Linked DNA regions of Oryctolagus cuniculus: all the other regions are linked to region 1. Evidence: chromatin contacts called from public Hi-C data. All regions are on one chromosome and are shown on one strand. The core of a region is the stretch at or near the end of the contact, and the rest is flanking DNA. Distances in the headings are between cores, read along the strand shown.

Region 1 (4,135 bases), core at 1,155-3,654:
CCTGTCCTTGGAAGGAGACACCAGCCTTTCCTGCCGCGAGGCATCTGCTGGACACCCCGGAGACAGAGTTTCTCTTGCCCTTCCTGCTTTCATGGTTTACAGGGTTAACACAGCATGGACGTTGAACACGATAATTGCTCCCAAATTGAACTCACGATCCTCTTCCCAGCCTCCCTCTCCCCCACAAAACATCCTTGCCCCCACACATTCCTACGGCCCGTTCTTTTTAGGCAGTGCATGGTGCACTCAGAGCCGCTTGCAAACTAGCTATGACCATGACTGTGAAAATCAATAGCCTAGAAAAAAAAATGCTACCCATGCAGGGGGTTGCATTTAAGAAATGCCTACATGATTTATTTCAGACTGGCCTAATTTGGGTCAGTCACAGGGCCTGTGCTAATTTGCTCAAAGGCCTCTGGCTGTGTTTCTCCTTGCAGGAACACTTTTGGAGGTGCAGAACCTATGTGATTACTTGAAACCTGAGCTGGCTGCCGTGAGGGGCCTACAAGGCACAGGGAAAAGGGGCCTCTTGAGAATTTGCAGAATATGCTTGTTTCCCATGGAGTGGGGCAGAAATTCTAAATAAGTACATTCCAAAAGTGTCGGTTTAGATAGAACAGACTTCGGAATTTAAGCAGGAGTGAGTGGTGGCGCTGCTTGGACTTGAAATCACATTGGGGAGATAGAAATTCGATCTGTTTTGAAATCTCCGCTTGTGGTTTTCCAGGGTGGAAGTTGTATTGTTGTAGTGTAACAAAAACATTGGAAATTCAGGGCTTGAGGACAACACTACGTGACGCAAACCCATTTCCTCCTATAAAAGTTGTGGTCATAAGTTACATCTGAAAAAAAAAAAAAAAAAAAGAAGAAGAAGCATTTTGAAAGCTGATTTTCCTGACCAAAGGGCAGCCATGGGCTAAATGAGGTTTCGCCAAAGAGCTTTCTGAATTCACCTGCAGTTTCCAAGAATGCCACTAGGATGCACTATTCCATAAAGAAAAGAAACTCGGCTTGAAGGGCAGCTAGCAGGAGATCAGCACAAACGTAGATCAGAACTTAACTTTGAATCTGTGTATTTTCCTTCACTGGGACAATGGGAAATTTCATATAGTCAGAAAAAGAGAAAACATTATGCCTGGGGTTCTGAGAAGTCCTCATCCTATATCAGCCTTACGGTATTATAACCTAACCCAGGTAGATAGAGTTTTTTAAAGATTTACCTGGTTTTTTTTTTTTGGAAAGTCAAACAAAGGGGGAGACTGAGACTTTTCCATGCACTGGTTCATTCCCCAAATGGCTACAACCACCAAGGTTGGACCAGGCTGAAGCTAGGAGCCAGGAACTCCATCTGAATCTCCCACATTGGTGGCAAAGACCCAAGTACTGGGGTCATCATCTTCTGCCTTCTCAGGATGCCAATCCATATAGGTAGATATTTTGTAGATTACATTAGCTATGTCCAAGAGTTCCCCAGCACAGAGGATTCTAAGCCATAGTACACACGTCTGAGCATGACTGGTGGAGAAAGGATAGGTAGGTTTCTCACCCTCACCCTTCCTTCAGAGAATGTTCTGGAATGTGTGAAAAGGTTAGCTCACAGACCACCAATGTTCTCAAAACCAGGACCCTGCTGTCTGGCTCATGACCAGATTGGGAGGGATCCTTCCTCCTTTCTACCCACTGTTCATTTTCTGTTATCATGGGCTACCTCTCCAAGATGAATGCCTTTGCCTCCCCCAACAAGTGATTCCCCTGCCTGCCCTTAGCTAGGTATCAACTGAATCTCCCTAATATTTCACTGTGTCTGAAAAATACACATATCCACAGAAATGAATCTCGAATGGTGGGAGTCCAGGAGTAGAGGAGCTATTTTCAGAATTGCTATCTAGTTGTTAAGTCCAGCTCTTTTAAAACACTTTTTATTTAAAAAGTAATTTCAGACTTACAAGGTTCCAAGTATAATGTATATAAAGAACATCTGTATGCTCTTTATCCTTTAACATATTGTGAACATTTTGCCCATTTATTTTAACCTTTGCTCATGCTCTCACATGCTGGGTTCCTACAGCTCCCGTCCCCATTTGTTTTCCCAAGGCTTTTGAGAGTCATTTGCAAACCTCCCAAGCACAAGGATAGTCTCTCACATATCCTCTGTAAATTTTCATAATTTACATTAACTGGATACTTTAACCTACCATCCACATTCCTGTCAACCAACACAGTAATTCATGGCTTTTGTTGTATTTTTTCAAAGCCCAAGATCCAGAATTGAATCACATATGGAATTTTGTTGTCATTTCTTTTAGGTCTTGTTCAATCTGGATCAGTTCAGGCAGGACTAATTTTAGCGAGGGTGGCTGGGGAAGAGCTGTGACTAGCTGCACGTCCGCCTCTGGTTGGGAGGTGGCGCTGTGGGCTGTGCAATCACTGGGTGTATTCCAGGATCTCCTGGTCCAAGCTCCAGCTCCGGGGTTAAAGACTGTGTTCCAGGGCTACCCAACAAGGTCTACACATGTTTTCATCTGGAATGTTAGGTCCCAAGCTGAGGAGGCTCTCAAGGGTATGCCGCCCTTGTTGAGCCACGTAAACTCTGTCATCAGCGTTCGTCTGCTCAGCATGTCCACTAGGGTGTGGGTGTTGGTGGTGGCTGTGTCAAAAGTCTCCAGGAATGCACGGGGTAGTAGAATAAGGGTCTCTGAGTACTGGGAGGGGTGGCAGGGTGGGGGCAGGGAGCACAGAAGCAGTTAACACAGGACTGTCCCACCCCTATGTCAGGTTACCATGAAAGAGCTGGGCAGGAAACCACTCCAAGAGGCTGGAGCTGCCAGCTTATTCCAGGCTGGTCTTTGGACAGATGAGAGTATGCGTTCTGGCCTTGGTCCTGGTGAGCCCACTGTGGGAGGGGTTGAAACCACCAGGGAGATGCTCAGTGGGTTGTCTGTAGTCATTTTTCCCTACATGATATTCCTCCTAATTTGTTAAGGCAGAATGAGACAGAGGCTTTGTCGCCTTGGGTGTGGAATGTGCCGCTCATTAGGCATGGATGCGCTTGCTTTAGCATTTGAAGGGTGTGTAAGTAAGGGGTCAGTGATTCAGCCTGCTTGTGGAATTTCACAGCTCTTGGCATGCAGTGACAACACCTGCAGGCTGAGGCCTCTTGTTTCCTGAACCAACCACTGGCTAAGACTAGCACCTCTCTCTGCAATTTCCCAAAAGGTTCCCATTGTAACTTCTTTGTGAGATTGTTCAATTAGCTCCTCCTTCCACTCTTCCTTGTTTATTTCTATGTTATCTGTCTTTCCTGCTGGAGTATGAATTTCATAAGAGCAGGGATTTTATGTGCATGGTTAATTGTTGCATTCCTGCAATCTGACATCTAGTGTAGAACTTAGTAAATATTTACTGAATCAATGAATTATTAAGCAGGAGTATAACAAAGAAGCCTTCATTGTTTGCTGGAAGACAATCTGCTGGATGATCAGACACAGAGAATTGCTCCACCAGCCCGTAATCTCCCTGCCTCTTACTTCCTGATTTTCTCTCTACTAAAAACAGACCGGTACTTGATGGCATTATTGTTATAGGACATCAGTCCTTAAATCTTGGAATTCAAGAAACTTTGATGATGCTATATTCTACTTATAGGAATGTCATAGCCCACTTTATTTCTGTTTCTTCTTAGATATCCAGCTTGTTTCACTCTTTAGTCACTCAGCTGCTAAGTGTATGATATGTTATTTCATGTATCAACTTGCCTGAGCCATGGGCTGCCTAGACATTTGGTCAAAACATTATTCTGGGTATGTCTGCCAGGGTGTTTGGGGTAATAGTAACATTTCAATCAATGGAGTGAGTCAAGTGGATTACCATCCCCAGGGTAAGCCTGCATCATTCAGTTATGCATTCAAGGCCAGAATAGAAAAAAAAAAGGCTGACTAGACCATGACTAGAAGGGAACTCCTCCTACCTAACTGAGCTGGGATATCCCTTTTTTCCTGATTGCAGACTTGAACTTGACACTGCCAGCCTTGCCAATTCTCAGGTCTTTAGATTTGTACTGAAACAGACCATCCACTCTTCCCGGCCTCCCACTCACCAACCGCACCTCTTAGGTCTTCTTAGCCTCTAAAGTCAT
Region 2 (4,135 bases), core at 1,079-3,578, 750 kb after region 1:
GGGAAGCAGAGGATAGTGTGCTTCTGTCTTTGAGATTTGCTAAGTGGCAGTGATTGGCTAAGACTGAGATCTGCCTTCTAGCTCTTTAAAATCATTTACCACTGTCATATCTGAACTTCCTTCCCAGAGAGCCCCTCTGCGGTGACTCTTCCTACCCCTCTACCAAAAGCTTCAAACAGGAAAAAAGGGTTCTACATTTCTACAAAGATGTGTGCAATGTATATTTAATGTGAGACATTTAAACATTAATAATCTTTTTTTTTTCTCTTCACTGCTCTGTCCCCAGCACCTAGAAGGCCTGATACATATAGTCTATTGCTACATTGATAGAATAGTCCTCTAGACTTTCAGTCATTCAGCAACAGAAAATTACACCAAGAAGGTCCCTCGCCTTCAAGATGCCTCAAGAGTCATCAAAAATTAGTTCTCGCGGGTGAGCATTTTGCCTTGGGGTTAAGCCATCTGGTTAGGATGCCAATGTGAGCACCTGGTTTTGATTCTTGCTCTGATTCCAGCTTCCTGCTAATATGAACCCTGGGAGGCAGTGGTGATGGTTCAAGTAGCTGGGTTCCTGCCACCCATGTGGGGAAACCTGGATAGAAATCCAAGCTCCCAGCTTTGGCCTGCCCTGGTTCTGGCTGGCCATTGCAGACATTTGGGAGAGAGAACCACGGGATGGACACTCTCTGTCTCTCAAATAAATTCATTTCCTTCTAGGTACTTCATAGGCTAGAAGTCTCAACTCTCTTTACAAAATACCATCACCAAAAATATTATTAGATACTATACTATTATTGTGGTATCATACATTACTAATCATACATATAATTATACTACTACTAAGTATATTAATATAGCAATGATTATTGGAAACTTCCATTGCACATCATGAAATATTTGTCAAATAAAGATGAAGTGTCCCTAAGCCTCCTTCTATTTTAGTATTTGATGGACGATGGACAACAAAATTTGATGGCACCATTGTATTTAAACATTACTTTATACTTTTTAAATTTTATGTATGGGATGTCATAATTGTAGTGAAAAAGTTGAATGGATCATGTTCCTCCAAAGATCTCAAGGCACCTGTGATAAGGGTTAGCACTTCTCACACCTCTGCTGAGGTAGGTATGCTGTAGTGTCAGTTCTACCACCCAAGGATCACATGTGAGTGCCTGGCAAGAGATGCTTTTGTTCACAGCTCTAGTCAGTACAGAGTACTATCTATACATCCATTTACTCACACACTGCTTCAGTCATTTAATTAATTTGATGCAGTTTGCATCAAAATGTGAGGCACTTAGACTCAAGTTCTTACTGAACTTCCATCCCAAATACTACAATCTGTAAAAGAAAAAAAAAAAAACTCACAAAAATTAAACATTCAGAGCAGAGTTTTTTCTGCACATGCTGACTAATCTTAATTGTTTCACAGTGACACTTGCCATTGAGTCATCTACAGGGGAATACTAAGGAAATGGCTGAAATAGAAAGATTTCAATGATAAACTGCTTCCAATTCCAGTAATACATGTTATGGATATTATTTAATTGTCTATAACATATTGCTCTTTTCATGTTTGCCTAGCACAGCTAAATACTTGTATTTTCTTTGATTATTAGTTTCCTCCATGTATTATTGAGTTGGTACAAGATGTTCAAGACCGTGAAAAGAAGAATGTAATGGCTTCCTCGTGTCATGGAATGATTTTTTTTTCAGCTCATTAGTCCTTTTAAGTAATCTGACTGTACTCTGACTCTTTCTGAATTCACAATTATTCCTCTTGCTAAAGCATGCTTCCAGAGTTGACTGCATAAATTAAATTTCATGCACGCATATGCAAGTCGTGTGTACTGCCTGTTAAATGAAGCAATACAAATTAAAGGCATATTTTAATGACCTTCAGAGTTCCACGTTACGGTTGCTTTTTCAGTTACCTACAAGCCATTGATTGAAAAACGTGATTTTCAGTGTGGTCTTGAAAGCCGATTTGCTCACAGAATGCAGCCCCCCAGGTTGTGCAAGTCCCCCCCACCCCCAACCTTCTCGTCCAGTTCCTAACCCCTCGGTATGGTTCTGAAGCTCCCACGCCATCGGTTCTGAAGGGACTGCTGCATTCCCCACACCCCTGTGCCGAAGTCGGAGTCGGGGTCAGAGGGGGTCAGCCCAGGCAGCCGCTGCGTGACTGGCTGCCTTCCCCGGCCCCGATGCTGCGGTTGTTCAAATTGAGCTCATTGCCGGGCGTCACGACACGCGCGTCCCCTCGGCGCACTCGGTGTAGCGTGAGGCGCGCCCGAGCCTCCGTGCGGACGCGCCCTGCCAGCTCTTCTGACTTGTCACAATGTCCCCGTTCTCATTATTCCGAAGGCCCGGGGCACCGACAAGTCACGGAAACCTACACAGCGCCGGCCCGCTGAGCGCTCTCTTCAGCTTCAGCGGCCCCGGCACAGCTGCCAGCCCCTCCGAAGTCTGCAGCAGGCTGGGGTCATTCGCCCGGCCACGAAACTGGTCTCCAACGCGGGGGTCCGAGGCTGGCGCCGTCAGCCGCCCGCCAGGGGCCCCTCCCCGGGTCTCCGAGCCCCGGGCGGGCCGCCCCTGCCCTGCCCTGCCCTGCCCCTCCACCGGTCGGCCCGTCCGACGGAGGAAGGTTGCCGAGGCTGCTGAGGCGGAGACGGGTGCAGGGGCGAGGCTGACTCCGCGGCCTCCTCCCCCTTCTCCCTGCTTCCGCAGTCCGAGGTGTTTGCCGCATAACATCGGAAGTGGAAACTTTTAGGCATTAAGACGAGGGCATCACCCGCTCGGGCTAAAGCTGGCGGAGGGCGAGGGGGGCCGGGCGGAATCTGGGATTCCTCGCCGGATTACGCGGCTGAGCTGGCACGCGAGGCAGGCTATGGGCCCACCAGGAAGCCGCGAGTGCACACGCAAGCAGCAAAAGCAGGCGGCGGGGGCGGGGCGGGCTGCCGGCACGCAGGCGGCGGGGCAGCCGAGGGTTGCGTGACCTGCCGGTCCGCGGCCGCACGCACTTCGTGCTCCGAGCAGCCGTCACCCCGCGGGAGGCGCAGGTGCTGGAGGGCGGCGCCTGGCTTCCAGTTTTACAGCCCCGGCGGGGAGGGCAGTCACGCTATGCGCCTATTTCTGGGACAGGGAGTGAGTTCACTGGGGAGGACACGGCGTCCCCTTGTTATCAGAACGTGGGTAACGTTCGGTAATAAAAGCCGCTCAGACAGGATGTATTAAACGAATCAGGAACCAGAGCTGCTCTATCAATCAGCGATCACGCCAGGGCCGCTCTCGCCGGCAAGCTTTGACTTCAGAGGACCGGCGCACAAGGGCAGCTGTGTGACAGGCTCAGAGAATGGAAGCAGAGCCAGGACGGCCGCGCTGGCGCCCGAGTTTTGTCCACTCTGCACAGGGACTAATCAGAGTCCGGATTCTGTGCATGCTGTCATTCTTCCATAGCTCTCCAGCGTTTCATTTTAAAATCAGAGGTGCCTGGTCTCCCTGGCATTTTAACTGGAGAGACTTCTTTACAGGGTGACTCAAAAGCCCCAAGGGCATTAAAAAAAAAGGTGACACGTTATAAGAAACTAAGTTCCTTCTCACGAACATGTGAGCACGAAGTGTTTCTCTGCTCAGAGAGCTATTTACATAGTTCGAATGTTTGTAGGCTTGCGGATAAATCAAGTTTACAAAGCAAAACAAAAATGACACCACTTTTCGCGTCAGTTCAACACACAGAACAACCCCATTCAAGTTAGAGCTCAGAAAATGTCATATTATTTTCTATTAAACTTCGATTTGGTGAATCTGTATTTTCTCAATTCCTCTTATCACCACCTTTAGGCCTATTATTACTCTAGTGAAAGACACATTTGTTTTTGTTGTACAAGTAACAAGTATCATAGGAGGAGGATTTGGCAGGCTTAGTGTATAAACTCCTGGTAAGCTTCTTCAAAACTACAAATTCTCCTCTCACTTTATCACAGCAGGGAAGAGAGGGCAGGAGTCACTTTGGTAAATGTTTTCCCAGCTAACTCTGATTTCCACTTAAGTGTCTGTATTTTTGTCTTCCCAGCACACTTCCTGACTTCTAGGACAGCACTGCCCCTCCGCCCTGGATTCTGCTCTACCTCAC
Region 3 (4,135 bases), core at 691-3,190, 570 kb after region 1:
TTCTGGTGATCTGCCTTGAATCTCAGTGGTCCTCATGAGCCATTTTCCCCCAATGTCTACAGTCTTGTGTAAGTTCCATCCCACACTGATGCTGAGCTTGGTCATATGACTTGCTCTGGCCAAGGACACATGAGTAAGACTGATACAAGAAAAGGTTTGCATATTGAGTTTGTCTTATATCCCTTCTTGCAACCTTAGGATTACCATTGTGTGAAGAAATCTTAAATCAGCCACATGGAAAAGCAATGTAGAGAAAAACAAGGAATGAACCCAACAACCTTCCATCTTTGTGCTCCAACATCCTTAGCTTCCATCTTCATATTTTCCACACCACGCTCATCTTCTTCTCTGTTATGAGACTCCATCTCTATCCACATGTCCCAAGACATATGGCCTTGTTGAGCCATCCTAGCCTGGCCATCTGAGACACCCTAATCAACACCCCAGACATGGTGGAGCAGGGATCAACCACTTGTAGTATGCCCTGACTGAATTCCTGAGCCAGACAATTCAGAATCATGAGCAAATATAAGGATTATTGGTTTAAGTTGTTCCGTTTTTGGTTTGGACACAGCAACAAATAACTGAACCACTACCAAAACAATAAAGAACATGTAACAATCTATTTGTTAGAAGAGAATGGAATTAAAAATTCCAAAGGAAGGCAGGAAAGAAAAGTAAAGGAACAAAACAGCGGAGACAAATTGAAAGCAAACAGTAAGATGGTAAACTTAAATATTTGCTTCTAGGGAATTCTATGTATGAGTAGTCACAGATCAAGATCTTTTCTCGATACAGTTTTGAAAGCTAAGGATGCTTGTTTTTTAACCAATCGGCCTCTGAATTCTACCCCATCAACTCCACCTTAGTTTTATCTTGATGGACTTGAAATAAACCTGCTGGGAGGTACCACCCTTTACTCCTCGCTGGTGTTCCTACCTAGGCTGATTTAGAACAGGGTACTAAAGGCTTGGAACCGTGTTCCTATCATCGTTCCCTCTAAAGTCCCGATTTTTCCTATTAATCCCTGTCTGGGATTACCAGGATACCCTGACCCGCGCTCATCCCTCCCCATTTTAAATATATATTTATATATAGGAATTATATTAACTTAATGTAGTGTTTCTTTCCTCACCACCGAAAATGTATACAATACGCGGAGTTACACTTCAAAGAATTTTACAATCCAGAAAAAATGGCTATTTCACACTCGGTGTACAGTTCGGTGACCCCTGGGTGCTCCGCTAGCGCCCTGAGGCCAGGCACGGGGCCCGGGCGCTTCGGGGCCTTGCCCGGCCCGTAACTGGCGCTCTGACGGAACATGTTCGTTAAATGAGTAACTAAGTCCGTATGGTGTGTGTGGGCCTGAAAACACACGTAAACGCGCTTCCACGGTCAAACGCCCTAAGCTATACTGCGCAGCCCGTCCCGCCCAACCGGCGCGGGGCAGGCGACCCCGTCTGGCGGCAGCCGCGGTGGCAGCCGTTTGCCTCCTTTCTGGGTCGGGCGGCGTCCGTGGCTGGGAGCGTCTCGTGTGGAGGCAAATAAACAAAGCCAACCGCACCGAAACGGGTCGTTCCGTTTCACATCCTCCCTCACATCGGGTGCCCAGGTCTACTTGGAACAAAGTGACCCTCCATCTGTCCGCAGGCAGGTGGAGCCCGCCCCACGTAGCGCGCGCCTCCTGCCCTCCCAGCCCGCGCTCCTCGGCGCGCGTAGACGCGGACCCTGCAGGACCCCGCCGGCCCGCGAAGGGACACGCCCCCTCGCGGGAGCACAGGGCCGCAGCACGCACACCCCCGCGCCACCCCGCGAGCGAGCGAGCGAGCGCGCACGCGCGCGCGGGGGGCGGGCCTCCTCTTCCTGGCACCCACTGAGCGCCCGGCCCCCTCACCCCACCCCACCCCCCGCCGCCCAGGCTCCGCCTCCGCGACGGGGCCGCCGGGAGGAGGCGACCGGAAGCCACTTAAAGCAGAGCTCGAGGTGACAGGCGAGCGATCTGGAACGGGAGCGCGGTCCAGCCTTTCTGCGCTCGCGGCGGCGGAATGGCCCGTGCGCGGCTCGCCGCTTCGCCAGCCTGCGACCCCTAGACGCCGGCACCCGTCTCCGTGCCGACCCCTGGCGCGGACGCTGCTCTGGACGTCCGTTTTCTCAGCCTGCCCGTTCAGGTAAGGGGCGCCGGGTGGGCTCTGAGGGGACGAGGGACCCTAGTCGGGATGGCGGGCGCTGGCCTCGCGGCCCCGGTCCCCCGCCGGGAGAGTGCCGGGCTCTGGCAGATCGGGCTAATTGGTTTTTAGACTGTCTTTGTACCGAATTCCCTCGGATCCGATCCCGTCAGTATCAGGGTGGGATTCGTTTACACTTCTAAGTCGTCTTACACACCCAGAGCCTTTGGCAGGTGTACTAATGGGACGCTGGAGATTTTAGACGCTGAAGATTTAGTCGGGGTCGCCAGAGTCTGCCCCTGCCCGTCAGGGCGGGCGGGCGGGCGGGCTGGGGCGCGTCTTTGCGGGCAGACCCTGGCACTCTGAGGCGCGGAGGAACCCTTCGCAGCCCCGGGGGAGGGCGCGGCGGCTGCGGGAGCCTTCCGGGCACCCCGCGCTCCGGGCTGCAGCCCAGAAGTTTGCAGGCGGCTTTCGCGTGAACTTTTTCGGCTTCGCCGCCCGCGAGCCGGCCGCCGCGCTCGCTTGGCCGCTTGGCGGCTGAGTTGGGCGAGCCCCCCGGGAGTCGCAGGACGCTCCTCGGGAGGTGCAGCCGGAATTCAGTGTGGAAGGCGCCGGGAGAGGGGGATGCGGGGACGCCGGGGCTCGAAGTTGGTTGAGGGGTGGGGGGCGCCCGGGCGTCTGTCGGGGCGGGAACGCTCCGCGGGACCCCAGGGATTGCGGGACCCGGCGGCGCCTCTGCACCGTGGCGCGGAGCGGCGGCGCCTCGGGGCCCCGAGCTGCGCCAACCGCCGCGGCCGGCAGGAGGCGTCGCTCGGACCCGAGCTGGCGCCCGGGAGTCGCGCGGCGGCGGGCGGTTTCCATGGAAGGTGTGATGGGCGTCACGAGGTGAGAGGTGGCGCGGTGTGTCGCCTGCAGCGGGGCCCTGGAGGAAGTGCCCTTCCAATCTTTATTTTTCTGTTATGCAAACTAATTGAGGAACTACTCGAGTTCTCTCTTCTTCTCCCCAGTTTTGTTTCCGAGTTTGACAAGGGGCAAGAACAGGAAAAGTTGGTGTGTGTGTGCGGGCGTGTGTGTGTGTGTGTGTGTGTGTGTGTGTGTGTGCGCGTGTGCGCGCGCGCGCGTGCACGTCTAAGTAAAATTGCTTTAGTGGCTGCTCTGCCTTGATTGGGTGTGATAGGAGTGGTTTAGTTTGTGGTGTGCGTGGGGGAAGGCACAGGCCGGTTTGGTGTGGTGGAGAGGGAATACCACAATCTGTGCCAATTGTGCCTTGAGGCAAGAGCACCGAATGATGAATAATAACGCCTGGCTTGGCTGCTTTCCAGTTGATTTATGTCTCATGTCAGATCCCTCCTTCGTGAAGCTTTCCCTAATAATGCCAGCTCACACCGCTCTCTCCTATTTCTGCCTTTTCCTTTTGTGCTTACCATGTGTACTGATAGTTTGTTATATACTGTTTTATTTTTCTGAATATTATTACGCTCTTTTTACACATAGCTTTATGAACGTCTCCAGTTAGATCTTTAATGCTCGTTTTCCTGGGGATTTGATTTTATTTTTTGTTAACCCATAAACAGCAAAGAACTAAGCATTTAATGCCTTTTCTTCAGTAAGCCAACAAATTATGGATATTATGGAATACGCAATGTCTGCATTGTGCTGAGCACTGTATCAGGCACCTAGGGTGAATGCTTGATTAAATCATGGGTTCTTGCATCAAATAACTCTTTCACTCTGTTGGACAAAAGAGGATTAATTGCCAGTCACCATCCTTTGTTACTTGGTACAATCTCAGTAAATATTTTCTAATTTTAGGGTTTTTTTCAAGGTTTTTTGATTCTTGGAAGAACTTTTTTAGTATTTGTGTGTATGAGTATCTTATACTTTAGTTTCATTTTTCTAGAATCTACTTTCATGTGCTTTCTTTAAAGCATGTACCTGCATAACTTTTATGAAGACAGAGACTAGGAGGG

The links. A called contact is a pair of places that touch in the nucleus more often than the background predicts.
Region 2: a Hi-C map of skin fibroblasts shows a contact between it and region 1, with 2.8 times the contacts expected there. The contact joins two enhancer-like sites. A contact is called at or near these places in 2 of 6 Hi-C or Micro-C datasets (skin fibroblasts and an unstated tissue).
Region 3: a contact with region 1 is called in a Hi-C map of an unstated tissue, with 6 times the contacts expected there. The contact joins the promoter of TIPARP here to the enhancer-like site in region 1. A contact is called at or near these places in 3 of 6 Hi-C or Micro-C datasets (ear pinna, skin fibroblasts and an unstated tissue).

The regions. Positions count from the first base shown.
Region 1 is chr4:124,766,875-124,771,009 of mOryCun1.1, reverse strand. All of the region lies in intron 1 of KCNAB1 (potassium voltage-gated channel subfamily A regulatory beta subunit 1), which reads left to right. Among named protein-coding and RNA genes, the nearest start is that of KCNAB1, 45 kb to the left of the region's middle. Within about 2 kb of position 2,404, at least 3 of the 8 cell types and tissues checked have an H3K27ac peak or open chromatin away from gene starts, as enhancers often do.
Region 2 is chr4:124,019,579-124,023,713 of mOryCun1.1, reverse strand. No RefSeq gene overlaps it. Among named protein-coding and RNA genes, the nearest start is that of LEKR1, 8.5 kb to the right of the region's middle. Within about 2 kb of position 2,328, at least 6 of the 8 cell types and tissues checked have an H3K27ac peak or open chromatin away from gene starts, as enhancers often do.
Region 3 is chr4:124,200,353-124,204,487 of mOryCun1.1, reverse strand. It overlaps TIPARP (TCDD inducible poly(ADP-ribose) polymerase), which reads left to right and starts at 1,940. Exons shown (of 6, transcript XM_002716323.5): 1 at 1,940-2,168.